2 separate regions of the Sus scrofa genome follow, and region 2 is linked to region 1. The links are chromatin contacts, called in public Hi-C maps. All regions are on one chromosome and are shown on one strand. The core of a region is the stretch at or near the end of the contact, and the rest is flanking DNA. Distances in the headings are between cores, read along the strand shown.

Evidence for each region. A called contact is a pair of places that touch in the nucleus more often than the background predicts.
Region 2: a contact with region 1 is called in a Hi-C map of skeletal muscle, with 3 times the contacts expected there. The contact joins two enhancer-like sites. A contact is called at or near these places in 1 of 5 promoter capture datasets (liver) and 12 of 47 Hi-C or Micro-C datasets (alveolar macrophages, brain, embryonic fibroblasts and 8 more).

The regions. Positions count from the first base shown.
Region 1 is chr14:124,634,787-124,642,681 of Sscrofa11.1, forward strand. It overlaps AFAP1L2 (actin filament-associated protein 1-like 2), which reads right to left. Exons shown (of 25, transcript XM_013983751.2): 14 at 6,589-6,800; 15 at 4,627-4,772; 16 at 3,416-3,527; 17 at 672-774; 18 at 536-669; 19 at 412-454; 20 at 281-409. Among named protein-coding and RNA genes, the nearest start is that of VWA2, 61 kb to the left of the region's middle. Within about 2 kb of position 4,340, at least 20 of the 83 cell types and tissues checked have an H3K27ac peak or open chromatin away from gene starts, as enhancers often do. A contact at or near this core is called in skeletal muscle, where this site is marked.
Region 2 is chr14:125,138,128-125,146,022 of Sscrofa11.1, forward strand. No RefSeq gene overlaps it. Among named protein-coding and RNA genes, the nearest start is that of FAM160B1, 17 kb to the right of the region's middle. Within about 2 kb of position 3,809, at least 10 of the 83 cell types and tissues checked have an H3K27ac peak or open chromatin away from gene starts, as enhancers often do. A contact at or near this core is called in skeletal muscle, where this site is marked.

The DNA of each region.
Region 1 (7,895 bases), core at 3,090-5,589:
GCGGCGAGGGGGGACCCCCGGGTCAGCCAGACTGGCCCATGCGAGCTGTCCCAGCCCACCCCACAGGCTCAGGTGGAACCCAGGCCTTCGGTGGCAGATTAGAGTTGGACACCAGGCTTGCCTGGCAGGGAGAGAGGAGGCAACTTGGTCCACCCTTTCTCTGCTGTGTGACCTCAGGCAAGTCCCTTCACCTCTCTGAGCCTCTGTTTCCTCATCTGAAAGGGAGGGAAGCAGGCTAACTTCTCTAAGCCAACATTCAGCTCTTATCTAGCATAGGCACCTGCATTGGCTGCCTTCAACTTGTCCTTCACAGGCGGGCTGGCCCCGGCTGGGGCATTGGCCACAGCATCCGGGCAGCTTGGTGGGATGGAGATTTTCTGCTGGTCAGTCTGGATTTTGACGGCTGTGGCCTAGGGGAAGGCTCCTCAGGTTCCAGACTCTCCTGCTGCACCTGCTTTGGGAGAAAGCAAGCACGACTCAGCTGGCCCAGGGCCCGGCACAGGGAGCCGGCTCACCTGCTGGGGGCAGCCTGTACCTGCAACTCAGGGTTCTCTGGAGACTTTGCAAGGGGCTCATCAGGGGTGGGGTCTGGGTCTGCAGGGAGGGCCTCCACCGGAAGGTCCTGCTGGGGCGGCGTCGGGGAGGGGGCCCGGGCCTGCGCCCCGCTGTGCCGTGCAGGAAGGACTTGACGGGCGTGAGGTCCAGGTATACTCGGTCGGGGTCGGACTCGCTCGGAGCATCTGTCGCAGGGGCGGCTTCCTCGGGGGGTTCCACCTGCACAGGAAAGAGTCAGGTGGCTCTCACTGCCTCTGATCCCGGGGGGCTGCAGGGGGCACCAGCCCTGCTGCCAACCTCCGTCCCGGCCCATGGAGTTCACAGGACCTCCTTCCTGGGGGAGCCTCATACTGAGCTGGATTAGAAGGCTGGGGTTTGAGTCCTGGGTTTGCTGCTGTAGAGGTGGCAGGCCCAGGAGTAAGGACCTCATTTTCCTGACCCTTCTTTCCTCCTCTAGAGAAGAGACAGTAGCACCTCCCTGTAAAGTGGCGGGATGAAAGAGAAGCCCTTGGCACAGCACAGAGGCTCAAGCCCGCTTAGTGGAACCTGTTGTCAGGGTGATTATTCCAATCTGAGCCTCAGAGGCTCATGGGCTCTGACAGCTACAGGTAAGAGAATGAGATGGGAACACCTCCTCACACCATGCACAAAAATAAACTCGAAATGGATTAAAGACCTCAGTGTAAGACCTGAATCCATAAAACTCCTAGACCAGAACATAGGCAGAACACCCTCTGACATAAATCCTATCAGTACTTTTTTGGATCTGTTTCCTAAGGCCAAAGAAATAAAAGCAAGAATAAACAAATGAGACCTAATTACAAAAGCTCCTGTAAAAGCTTTGGTACAGCAAAGGAAGTCATCAACAAAACAAAAAGACAACCTATAGAATAGGAGAAAATATTTGCAAAATAATATGACTGACGGGGCTGATGTCGAAAATATATTAATAGCTCATGATTCCATATTAAAAAAAAAATTGGAGTTCTCTTGTGACACAGCAGGCTAAGGATCCAGCATTGTCATTGCAGTGGCTCTGGGTCACTGCCTGTGGTACAGGTTTGATCCCTGGCCCGGGAACTTCCACATGCTGCGGGCGAGGCCAAAAATAAATAAGCTTACCATAAGACGAACAAGCAAAAAACAGGCAGAAGACCTGAATAGACACTTTTCCAAAGAAGACATATGGTGAGCTCATAGGCACATGAAAAGATGCTAACTATGAGAGAAATGCAAATCAAAACCACAATGAGACAGCACCTCACACCTGTCAGAATGGCTGTCTTCAAAGAGCCTACAAATAACAAATATGGAGAAAAGAATCCTAGTACACTGTCGGTGAGAAGGTAAACTGGTGCAGCCACTGTGGAAAACAGCACAGAGGTTCCTCCAAACACTAAAATAGAACTAATAGGATCCAGCAATTCTACTCCTTGGTATATATAATATATCCGGGACAAGCAAAAACACGAATGGGAAAAGAGACATGCACCTCGGTCTTCATGGCAACACTACTTACAATAGCCAAGATATGAAAGCAGTTCTAGTGCCCATCAGCAGGTGAATGGAAAAGAAGATGTAGGTATGTATATACACATATATACATACACAAGGGAATATTACTTAACCGTTAAAAACTAAAAATTCAGCCACTTGCAGCAATGTGCATGGACCTAGAGAATATAATGCTTAGTGAAATGAGTCCGCCATGAAAAGACAGATGCTGTATGTTATCACTTTTATATGAAATCTAAAAACTAATACAATCAAATGCATAGAGCAAAACAGACTCACAGGCGTTCCCTTCGTGGCGCAGTGGTTAACGAATCCAACTGGGAACCATGAGGTTGCGGGTTCAGTCCCTGCCCTTGCTCAGTGGGTTAACAATCCGGCGTTGCCGTGAGCTGTGGTATAGGTTGCAGACGCGGCTTGGATCCCCGTTGCTGTGGCTCTGGTGAAGGCGGGCAGCTACAGCTCCAATTCGACCCCTAGCCTGGGAACCTCCATATGCCGTGGGTGCGGCCCTAGAAAAGGCAAAAAGACAAAAAAAAAAAAAAAAAAAAAAAAAAACAGACTCACAGAAAAAGACAACAAACTACTGTTGATCACTAAAGAGAGGGAAGGGAGGAAGGACAAGATAGAGGTGTGGGATTAAGAGATGCAAACTACTATGGATAAAACAGATAAACCATGAGGAAATATTGTGTAGCACAGGGGATTAGAACCATTATTTTGTTATAACTTTTAATGGCATATAATTTATAATCATACATACTATGATGTATACCTGAAGCTAATATAATATTGCAAATCAACTATACCTCAATTAAAAAAAAAAAAAGGGCTGGAGTTCCCTTTGTGGCTCAGTGGTTAACAAACCCGGCTAGGATCCATGAGGATGCAGGTTCGATCCCTGGCCTCACTCAGTGGGTCAAGGATCTGGCGTTGCTGTGGCTGTGGTATAGACAGCAGCTGTAGCTCCAATTCGACCCCTAGCCTGAGAATTTCCAAATGCTGCAGCTGCAGCCCTAGAAAGCAAAAATAAAATAAAACAAAATAAAATAAAAAGAGCTAACGATATCACCACTCCCAATACCACACCCTCTACCTGTGAACTGACCAGAGTGGTTAACCAGCTCTTTCATCTAGACAAGTCCCCAAGCCAGGCAGCTGGCGCAGCCCCAGCATACATAAGAGGACTTTGTGGCACCTTGGTTTCAACACTGATGGCCCTGCGGGTGACTTGGAGCCCATCCCTCTTGGGGACCATCTAATGGTCTCTGGCACTGAGACACAAAGGCACTGAGGCTTGGCAGGAAGAGGAGGGGCAGCCCCAGGCGGCTGCCGGCGGCATCCTTACCGAGGCCGTCAGCTCCGACATCTCCACATCATCATACAGCAGCTCCTGGCAATCCTGGCTGGGCAGGCCGTCGATGTAAGTGTTCGGCTCCGAGAACTTTCTCTGCATCAGTCTGGAAGACACGGCAAGAGAGGGTAAATGCCACCAGCCTCAAAGCATTCATAGCAGTGAGAGCTATGGCGAAATCCGTGGACTGTGCAGGAGACCTGGGGACCAGCACTGACCTCATTTTAAAATGAATTTTTTTTTCTACTTTTTAAAATTTTTTGGTCATGCCCTTGGCTGGGCCAGGGATCAAACCCATGCAATAGCAGTGACCTTAGCCACTGCAGTGACCATGCTGGATCCTTAACCCACTGAGCCACAAGGGAGCTCCACGAATCCGTTTGCTTAGGGTTATCTCCTCTCTCTCTCCCCAGGGCCTTCTTATTAGAATTCCCGTTCCAAATTTCTCTTCCAGGAAAGCAGGCGTCCCTACCCTCCCTCCTCCTCTTAGGCTCCTTTGCTGTCTTCTCACCCCTATTTCTCCCTTTCAGGATCTCCTTCCAACAACAAAATCCTCTCTCATTTCATCTGCGCAGCACACGGCATGCTTGGGGCCTCACTGGCCAGATGGCACTTTCCGCATTTTGTACCTCAGAGAGCAGATTCTGTTCCAGTGGCTCGGCTGGCTGCCACATCTGCTCACCCCTCCCCGCCCTGCCCTAGGACCACTTCTCCCGGAGTTAGTTTGCTGATCCAAGAAGCAGAAGTGCCACCTCTGCCCTGCTTCTTCTAGGGTGTGCTGGGACCCAGCGAGGGCTCCATGGGCAAATGCTGCCTCAGCAGAAGGAAAGCGGAAGCCAGCAAAGGCGCCGGCTCTGCCTTAAGGAGCTGAGAGTGTCTAACCAGAGCTGGACGCTGTGGCTGTCCCCGGGCCAGACGCCTGGCTCAGCTCCTGCGGGGCCCGCCTGAGGGCTGCTCCCTGGCCCTGATCTTTTTGCTACACAGAACAGGTTAACCAGCTCTTTTATCTAGACAAGTCCCCCAAGCCAGGTGGCTGGCACAGCCCCAGCATACATAAGATGACTTCGTGGCACGTCGGTTTCGACACTGATGGCCCTCCCAGCTGCCACGCTGCTCAGCTGCCCACCAGGGCCCCTTCTGGGCCTGGGTCTGGAAGCAAGGCTGGGCGTGGGAGGGTGCAAAGCGGGAGGTCCCTGAATACTCACAGCAGAGAGGTTTTGGCAGCGCTTACAATACAGGAAACCCTATCGGCATCCACATAGTCGTAGGTAAATTCTTCCGGGTCTGTCTTGGAACCTGACTCCGAGAGCAGGAGGCCTAGCCAGTGGCCCATTTCCTCGGAAGTCTTGGCCTGGGAGGAGGCCGAGAAGGACATAAGCGGGGCTGACCGTGCAGCCTGGGGCCCAGCCTCTCCCCACCCCCACCCTACGCAAGGCCTCTGACTGTGTGGCCCTGGGCCAAGCTCCTCATTTTCACAAGCACGTCCCATCCTCCGGGGACCCGAAATAGTATTTCCTGCTACTAGTGACACCCTAGAGTCACCTCAATGATGCTGTGGACATTTGTGCCAAGTATCACACGTGATGCTAATATACATCTATTTCCAGAAGGCTAATGATCCCGGAGAGGCCTGGTAACGGTGTATTTTGGGTGACACCTCTCTTTTGTGAATGATCACATTTCAATTTCAACAGCTCTAATTCATGCATGTAATACTACCGGATCCCTGCTAAGAAATATCAAAACGCGAATTTATTTTTGTTTACGGTTTCAGTATACACCTGACACCAGGTCAAATCGTTCGGACAAATCAGGAACTAAATCCCCGTGACGTTGGTGCCTATATTTTCCCAGGAGACAATACAGCATTCTCATCAAGCATACCTGCTGGGTAGTTCTATTTAAATGCCAAGATTGATTCTTGGCTTGATAATGAGAAAGCCCTGGAAATTCTATGAATATTACGGGTTTCCTTTCATGAGGAAAAACAGCTACTGGCTGGCATTGCTCAGTACAGCTCTGCCACCCCTTTGCCCTGTTTTCGTGATTGGAGGGGGTAGCTGAAAGCGGATTTCGACATTAATTGCTTTCCTTTTCCTACTCATTTTCAAGTGGATTTCTCAACACAGCTTTTCCTTGGACGGCCTGTAGTTCCTGCTGCAACCATCCCTGCCCTGGGCAATGGTAACAGCTTCTCATTTTATCCCTTCCTACCCCCCCCCCGCCCCCGGCAGCTGGAAGAAGTGTCTGGGAAGCCAAATCTGAACAGGCCACCTTCCCTTGAACCCCTTCAGGGTCTCTCTCCCCTCTTAGGATCAACCTTGCTTTCCTCCCCACCTCCCCTGCCCCACACAAGCTCTCCCTACTTAGCTCCCACCTGCCCAGCACGTGGACTTCCATACATATCACAGCACCTGCCCCACTGCTCTCTGGCAACTGGCCTTAAGTAATCGATGGGCAACATCTCACTCTTGTACTAGGAATGTAAGTTCCACTTCTTCACCATATTATTGTACTGAGTAGGTATCTGTCAATAGGATGGATGGATGAAGAGGGATGTGGATCTTTTAGCCACCAGAGGGCAGCATTGGCGCAAAATCTGGAGGAAGACCCCGGGATACAGGGCTAGGTGCACAGGAGTGGACTGGGGTGTGTTCTTAAACGCCTGTAAAGCCTTCTGCTGGGGACTGCCCAGCTCATTGCAAGGTATTATGTCACCTCTTATTTTTATAAATGGAACATAACATCAAGCAGGGTGGGGAGTGGGATTACTGTCATTGTATCACCAACCCTATTCTCCCCCAAGATAAGCCCTTACTGGTTGGCATTTTAATGTACTGGGCCCCATCTGGTGATACACAAACAAAATCACAAACCCGCTTTGAATCCCCAGAAAGTTTTTCCAGCAGCTCAGGGAGTTATAAATACTCCTCTTGCCCTAAGTGCAGGAAATAGCTCATTGTCCCGGTCCTATAACTCCACCACCCTGAGGTCAGAAAGGGAATGGAATTTTTTTTTTTTTTAAATGCAAACAATCTCAGGCAAAGGAAGTACAAATAAAGCCGCTGGGTGGACTCTCCCGTTGTGGGGCTGTGGTCCTCAGGACCTGCGGCAAGGGCCGTGACCTTGCCCCTGGGCCCTGCCCCTCCCCCACGGGCCAGCACTACCTCGAGCTTGGCCAGCTCCTCGCCGTTGTGGAGGATGCGGAAGGAGTAGAGGTGGTCCGGGCTCGGGTCTGGGACCACCTCACAGCCCACCAGGCTGAGGGGCTGCTGGGCCGCCTTGCTCCGGTTCCGGTCCTGGTAGAAGTACAGGTGACTGTCCCTGACGGAGCACCAGCGCGACTTCCACTGGCTGTTCACCAGCACGTTCAGGTAACCTGCGGGGAGGGATGCAGCTGAGGGCGCTGGGTGGCGGGGGGCGGCCAGGGATGCCTCCAGCCCCCTGAGAGGCTCCTCCAGAATCTCAGTTCTAAGACTTGCCAGGCTTGGAGTTCCCGTCGTGGCGCAGTGGTTAACGAATCCGACTAGGAACCATGAGGTCGCGGGTTCCATCCCTGGCCTTGCTCAGTGGGTTAGGGATCCGGTGTTGCCATGATCTGTGGTGTAGGTTACAGATGTGGCTCAGATCCCGAGTTGCTGTGGCTCTGGTGTAGGCTGGCGGCTACAGCTCCGATTCGACCCCTAGCCTGGGAACTCCACATGCTGCGGAAGCAGCCCAAGAAATGGCAAAAAGATAAAAAAAAAAAAAAAAAAAAAAAAAGACTTGCCAGGCTTTGCCCGAGAATAGTTCCAACCTTGCGGAGGCTGTGAATCGGACTTTCTCCCTCCTTTGCATTAGCAGCTTAAACCTTTTGAAGGTGGGCAGCACAGCACTACTGGTTTTTGGAAAGTGTCCAGAAGCAAGTGAGTTGGGTCTTAGACTAGAGGAGGCCGTGTGTGTGTTTGTGTGTGCGCGCTGTGTGTGTTGGCGTGCATGCATGTGCAAGTGGAGACTCCTTCACACACACCCCCTGCCTCCCTGCCTCATCTCCAGGCTCGAAGGCCTGTCCTCCTCCCTGCCTCTGCCGGCGGCTCAGGCCCCGCACAGGAAGCTCGCCCCAGCCACATGTCCTAGCTGCAGGTGCAACCCCCCCACCTCTGCAGACTCAGTTTCCTCAGCTGCTCTGACAACCTTGCCATCCCTGGGCCACTCAATCTCAGCCTGCAAAGTCCTCCTCCCCTCAGCCAGCTCCTCCTCCTCCTCCCAGAGGTGGCCGGCCTTGGCCCTCCCAGCTCTACTGCCTTCAGAACCCTTGAGTCCTCAAACAGTGACACTCTGCTCCCAAGTAAGCCTCCCAAGCAGACACAGAGCCTGTCAAGGCCAGGAACTGGGCACATTCGTCTCCAGTGCCCAGATCTGTGCCCTGTGGTCTTTCCACCAGGGACTGCTTCTTTCTCTGCCAGTGCCGGTGGGGGCACCCCTCACGCCATCC
Region 2 (7,895 bases), core at 2,559-5,058, 500 kb after region 1:
TAACCCACTGAGCAAGGCCAGGGATCGAACCCACCACCTCATGGTTCCTAGTTGGATTCGTTAACCACTGAGCCACGACGGGAACCCCAGAATTTTACCTTTTTATTTTTGCCACAGTCACAGCATGAAGAAGTTCCCCCAGGCCAGGGATCGAACCCACACCACAGCAGTAACCAGAGCCACAACAGTGACAATGCTGGATCCTTTAACTCTTAGGCCACCAGGGAACTCTTCTTTATTTGTGAATAAAAGAAATTATCTTCTACTTTAATATTATCTGTGATCATAAAGTACCCAATTGTGTAATTACTATTTTTTAACCCAAGGAATTTAAATGTGACTATTTTCTCCTTTAAATAATAATATACTCTCAATTACTATACTACATAAAGTATATATATAGTCAACATATATTATATTATGCATAGTATCATATATGAAATTAATAGTGCTGCTGGTGCTATTATTAATAATGCTAGTCATATTTAAATATAGGGCTTTTATGGATTTTAGTGCAATGAAACTCATTCCAGACCTCTGACTATAAGACAATCAGTAATGTTACCTCTTAGCTTGTAGATGATATCTACTGCTGAACAGAAATAGTTAATTTTGATATGATACTATCTCTCAATCTTTCTCTTATGGTTTGCTTTTGGGGTCTTGTTTAAGAAAATCTTCCCACTCTACATTCTCCTACATTTTCTTTCATTATCGAAACTGTACAGATTTACCTTTCATTTATGACTTTAAGCTATTTGGTGTTGAGAGTTCCTGTTGTGACGCAGCAGAAAAGAATCCGAGTAGTATCCATGAGGATGCAGGTTCGATCCCTGGCCTCGATCAGTGGTTCAGGGATCCAGCATTGCCATAAGCTGTGGTGTAAGTCACAGACACAGCTTGGATCCCGACTTGTTGTGGTGTAAGTCACAGACACAGCTTGGATTCCGACAGGCCGCCAGCTGTAGCTCTTATTTGACCCCCAGTCTGGGAACTTCTATGTGCCACAGGTACAGCCCTAAAAAGCAAAAAAATAAAATAAAATAAAATAAACGATTTTAAAGTGAATGATCCAGTGGCATTGAGTACATTCACAGTGTTATGCAAGCACTATCTTTATCTAATTCTGTATATTTCGTTGGTTTTAATATTGAGCAGGATATATTCAACTCTGCCTCAGTTTCCTCATCATTAAATAAAAACAACATAGCCTACCTCATAAAGTGGTTGTTAACATTTTTAAAAAGTAGTGTATCTTAAGTGATTAGAATAATGTTTGGCACTAGCCATTATAATATTATACCATGTTATTAGTTATAGTCAAAAAAGACGACCCAGGATGATCTCACTTCCTTTGCTGACACCTCTGCCTCTACCCAGACTCACTATCTTGGAGGAGCTCTGGGCTCGTGCCTTGAACCGCTTCTCTTCTGTATTTACACTCACCCCCTTGATGACCGCATCCAGGTTCATGTATTTAAATCTTCCTGTGAGTTCTAAGTACTCCCTAATTTATACTTCTGGCCCCAACCTTCCCACCGAGCTCTGGAGTGACATATATCCAACGCCCTCCTCAGCATCCCCACTTGGGTATCTACTACATACTTTACAGGTCTAATCTTACGCACTGAGTCCCGTCTCTGAAAACTTCACAACCGTTCAGTCATCTGGGCTGAAACCTTGACGTCATCCTTGGTCTTGCTCTTTCTCTCACTCGTATCCACCCTTAAAGAAAATTCTGTCTGGATACCTTTGAAATATATCCAGAATGGAACTACATCTCCTCCTTCCACTGGAATACAGTGAGCCCTTCCATCTGGACTCCTTCCTTCTACTGACTTAAAAAAAGAAAAAAAAAGCACAACCTCAAAGTTGAGAGTTACGTTTTATTTGGGGTGAAATTAGGACTTACGCCCGGGAGACAGCATCTCAAGAAGCTCCGAGGAACTGCTCTGAGGAGGCGAGGGGTAAGCTGGGATATTTGAGTTTTTGCAACAGAGGGAAAGCAGTAGGAACAAAAGGTTTATAGATAGCCAGATTTACAGAAAAAGATTTATAGAAAACCAGTTTCTAAGAGAAGATCTGGGTTTGGGTTTCCTGGAATCACTCCTTTGATATGCACCTAAGCTGGGGGCCAGTCGTCCTGGTTTCTTTCCCGATGTTCCCTCAGGGCTCACTGGCCCACCCTTGGGAGTGGCTGTTCTCACAAAGGACCCTGACGTCTTCTGTCCTGTCACTTAACTACAGCCCAGGAGGCAGTATTTCAGAGTTATCTGAAATATTGCCCCAAAGAGGAAAGGGGGAGATATCAAGATAAAAGTTGTAAAGGTGAAGGGGGAGGTGCCTGCAGCCAGGCACGCATTTTGCAGAAGTTTGCTGCTGGTCTCGTGAAGGTGACGACTAGTTAGAGAGTTACTGTATCAGTTATCAAGGAAGGATTTTAATGTTTTTCTAGAAATGAGGAGATGCAGGAATTAAGCTCGTAAGATCTTCTCCTAAAAATATCTATCTGAAGACCTGTTCTTCCAGTTTTCCCAAAGCACAGAGTGCCTCACCCCTGTCTGCCCCCTGAGCTCCACTCTGGGGGTGCTGTGGGTCAGCAGCTTCAGGGGATCATGTTTTACTCCCTGTAGAGGGTGATGGCAAGTGCCACACTTCAGTTCACACCTCCATTCTTGCCTCCCTTTGTTATTCACAAAGCAGCAGCCAGAGTAATCTTCTTTAAAATGTAAATCAAATGTTTCCGTTCAAAACCTTCAGTTGGCTTCTAGGTTACTCAGCATAAAATCCCTAGCCCCTAAACCCTTGCCCCAGGAAGTCAGTTTTAGGAAGATGGTAGTTAATTTTTTTTTTTTTTTTTTTTTGCCTTTTTGTCTTTTTGTTGTTGTTGTTGTTGTTGCTATTTCTTGGGCCGCTCCCTTGGCATATGGAGGTTCCCAGGCTAGAGGTCGAATCAGAGCTGTAGCCACCGGCCTGCGCCAGAGCCACAGCAACGCGGGATCCGAGCCGCGTCTGCAACCTACACCACAGCTCACGGCTAAGCCTGATTGTTAACCCACTGAGCAAGGGCAGGGACCGAACCCGCAACCTCATGGTTCCTAGTCGGATTCGCTAACCACTGCGCCACGACGGGAACTCCGGTAGTTAATTTTTATATGATAATATCTCTCAATGTGTCCTTGCATGTCCTAGCATGTGTTTGAGAAATGAGTAAAGGACTATGGCATTCAAGAAACAGTGCTAGACATCCTGCAATACACAGGCTATTCCCATAAAAGAGATAATTGTCTTTCGTCCCCTAGAACTTTAAAATTTCTGGCTGAATATTCATGTAGATGAAAAGACTACTTACCATTAGTTCAGCATTTAATATGTAATAAAATTTCCAGGAAGGCACTAATTTGTAAATTAAGGGAATGTGGCACATTATGTTTTCTTTGGAACATTGCCAACAGTTGCGTACCACACCAAAGAATCACATTATTCTTGGCCACCCATTTGTTGTTTCATGGCTAGTATAACACGCTGGAATAGACTTATAGATGTCACCCTTATGCTGATGCCACAAATAGATGTAAACATCTATTTTATCACGTCCACTTTGTAACTGAGCCTCTGCAATTATATGTGAAAACACATACCATCCTATTACATCAGGTCCAAATCCACCCTCCTAAACTCCACTTTGTAGTCTGGGTCTTTTCTGCAGACTTGTTTCTCTTTTGCGGGGTAACTGTTCAGCTCTGCCGGCAGGGGGTGGTAGAGGGAGACTGCGAGATTTAAGAAAGGAAACAGAGCTGCCTCTTCCGGTTGTGGGCAGTTCCTGTCGTTGTTGGCTCGGCAGCGGCGCTTCCCTTTGGCAGCAGCAGTTAGTTCCAGTCCTGAGCTTCTCGTAAAGCTTCTAGAATTAGCCTTCAGGTGCCACAGGACTCGCTGGACAGGATCTTCTTCTCAGAGGTCTATGTCCTAGATCTGTGGGGCCCTCTTCCAAGCCTCTGGTTTTTGAAAACACAAACTTCTTCCCCGTGTTCTGATGGCAGGTTGTTATTTCTAGGACTCAATGTTTTCCCGTTTCTTATAACTTTTTTTTTTTTTTTTTTGGTCTTTTTGCCTTTTATAGGGCTGCTCCCGTGGCATATGGAGATTCCCAGGCTAGGGATCTAATTGGAACTGTAGCCACCGTTCTACGCCAGAGCCACAGCAACATGGGATCCGAGCAGCGTCTGCAACCTACACCACAGCTCACAGCAACCCGGATCCTTAACCTACTGAGCAAGGCCAGGGATCGAACCCTCAACCTCATGGTTCCTAGTCAGATTCGTTAACCACTGTGCCACAACGGGAACGTCCCCCTTTCTTATATTAAATTCTCTCTGCTGAAACGGCTGGTGTGGTTTCTGTCTTCCTGACTGCACTCTAGCATGTGCGATGTTTGGTGCCAGAGTGGTTCCAGGAAACAAACCCTCAAAGGTGGGACTTGGGATTGCTTCGTTATGTCCTTAACTGAAAGTGGGGTTGAGATCTCTGCTACTCGAAGATGGGAATCCAGTTACCTGTGGTCATGCAGGTCATCATGATGAACTGAAACATTACCTGCAGGTGACTGTGAGGAAGTGCCTGCGAAACAAATGGCCTGGAGGACCAAGTGGCTGTGGCACTGGGCTGTTATGGTCATAATAACGAGTGTGAGAGCTGCTTCTGATTGCACTGGAGAACTTACAGAAAGAAAACAAGCTGGAGGTTTTAAACTTTCATCATAAGTCACAAAGACCTAGAGGGTATCTATGGTGAGCCTGAGATAATTTGCAATTTCTTACAGCTGCATGGTCAAACTCAGTGAAAATCATACCCAAGTTTAGTTGTTTGGGTTGCAAAAACAAAAACTAAAAACTGAAGTTGAATTCATGGACTTGCCACGCCTCTTATGTTAAAGTTATGGGATTGAGAAGGAGTGAGCCTGAGACATGGAATGGGGACCTCTGCTGGAACTGCACAAAGATGAGAACTCTGAACTCTCCAGTCTCTCGGAGCCTTTCTTGCCAGCACCTTCAGCCTGTCCTCTTGTGTCTGAGGAGACTAGATTTGCTTAAAGAGCCCATGTAAGCTCACCTAGGGAAGCTGCCTTGCAAAGAGATGCCTATCTTTCTCAAGACCTACCCTGACCAACCCGAAAGCCTCTAGACTCAGCTCTCAGCACACTCCTGATAGAAAGTCAGTGGCTTCCTGCAAACTCAGGTACAACACCAGTTTAAACACAACATCCTGTCAAATCTCAGGGGCAAAACACAGAAAAGAAAAATATCTTGCAAAGGAGATTTTTTGAAATAACATTAACCAAAAAATACAATAGGTTTTTTGTTTTTTGTTTTTTTTTAAATCTCATATTATTACCATACCCACAAAGGCCAAGGCATTTTTTTTTTTCAGGCATCAACACCACAAAAGCTAAGGAGGAAGTTGGTCGTTTTTGTTAGGGAGCAAGAAATTTCTGGAAAAGAAATGTTTCACTTATTTGGAGGACCAGAATTATATGGGGGAGATTTTGTTTGTGTGTTTAACTCAGGTTACAAAGCATTTTTCCATATGTTATCTTAGCTTCCAACAACTATTCTCCATCAAAAGGAACCAGGGAGAAATATTTGATTCTACATCTAAGACAAGGAGAGTATGGGGTGAGCTGGGACCACCCTGCAGCAGAAAGGAAGAAAATGCTCAAAGAATGACAGTGTCACATTAAAAAGACACAGAAACCAGGTGGGGGGGGGCGCTCCTTCGGGCCAAAAACTGAGCATTGAATAATTTTTTAAAAATAAAAGAAAAAAAATAGAAATGAATTATAACCCATTGATTGAAATAGGCAACTCTGTGTCCATAGTGATAGAATTAAAATCAAAGTCAGGTGGACATAATCTTTATATTCATGAGAAGAGTATTTAACAGTAAAGTTTGGCATCGCCACCTTAACCAAGAGATCCAAGTGACTTTGTCTGGTACTGAAACAAATGGAAACTATGTGCCACCTGATGGGATGTAATGGGAAGAAAACATCACTCCGTGACAATGTTCCTTCCAGGAATGCACACCTGAATTAATCATGAGCAAACATTGAGAGACATCCTACAAAAGAACTGGCCCGAATCTTCAAAATCATCAGGTCATGAAAGCCAGGACACAAGGGACTCCTCCAGACTGAAGAAGGATAAAGAGGCAAGGCAAATAAATAGACCATGTGATTCTGAACCGGATTCTTTCTCTATAAAGGGCATGACGGAGACAATGGGTGAAAGTTGGACTGGGGTCTGTGGATTAGATGACAGTAATATGTTAGTTTCAGTATCCAGATGGCTGGATATGGAGTGGGTTGAATGGTGGCTCCCCCAAAGATATGCCTAGGCCCTAATTCCTGAAACCTGTGAATGTGACCTTATTTGAAAAAAGGGCCTTCACAAATGTGATTAAAGGATCGCAAGATAAGATCACCCTAGGTTATCTGGATGGGTCCTAAATCACGAGTCCCTAGATAAGACACACAGAGAAGACACAAGAAGAAGTCCATGTAAAGACAAAGCAGAAATTGGAGTCAAAAAACCAAGGAACTCCTAAGGCCTCCAGAAGCTCTAAGAGGCCACGAAGAATTCTCCCCTGGAGCCTCCAGAAGGAGCGCAGCTCTGCTGACACCTAGATTTCGGACTTCTTCCAGACTATGAGAAAATAATTTCCTCTTGTTTTAAGCCATCAACTTTGTGGTAGTTTGTTATGACAAGACTAGGAAATGAAGACAGTTTACTGTGGTTATGCTGAAGAATGTTCTTGTTTGTGGAAATACACACTAAAATGTTCAGCAGTGATGGGCATCTTGTCGGCAACCTGCCCTCATATTTGAAAACCATTAGATTTTTTTTGGAAGAGTACTTGAACCTTTACTGTAATTTTGAGATGGTTTCAACATTTTTTTAGAAGTTAAAATAAAAAATTTACTAGAGTGGTTGCCAGATCATGGAAGGTGGCAGGATGGCCACTCCCAGGAAAAACTCGAACTGTCTTGGAATGGACCCATTCTGAAGGATATGGGGGGAGTTCCCGTCGTGGCGCAGTGGTTAACGAATCCAACTAGGAACCATGAGGTTGCGGGTTCGGTCCCTGCCCTTGCTCAGTGGGTTAACGATCCGGCGTTGCCGTGAGCTGTGGTGTAGGTTGCAGACGCGGCTCGGATTCTGAGTTGCTGTGGCTCTGGCGTAGGCCGGTGGCTACAGCTCCGATTCGACCCCTAGCCTGGGAACCTCCATATGCCGCGGGAGCGGCCCAAGAAATAGCAACAATAACAACAACAGCAAAAAAAGACAAAAGACAAAAAAAAAAAAAAAAAAAAAAAAAGGATATGGGCAGTCAGAGCACAAATAATAAAGAGTCAGAAATCAAATGTTGGAGTGTGCCTTTCAACATGTGCCCACAATCCTGGATGATGCAAATTTTTATTTTATTTTATTTTATTTGGCTGTGCCCGCAAGCATGCAAAAGTTCCTAGGCCAGGGACTCAAACCCACACCACGGCAGGAACCAAAGCTATAGGAGTGGCAATGCTGGATCCTTAACCAGCTGAGCCAACAGGGGATTCCCATGGGTGATGCAAATTTTTATTCAAGCCATTCTAAGAAATCTACTCTTGAGACCGACGGTATGAAACTAGAAACCCAGGGCTGTGAAGATTGGTCTCTCCCCAGCTACCCTTCACTAGGTATTTCTTATGGTAGGCAATTCTCCATGGAGTTTCAATATACCTTGTACTATCTTTTCAAGAATTTTGCATAGCATGGTGTCTTTCTCTCTCTCTGGGTCAGAGGACTGATTTGTTTCCTGACCAAGACAGCAGAGATAGAAAATTCCCAAAGACAGTT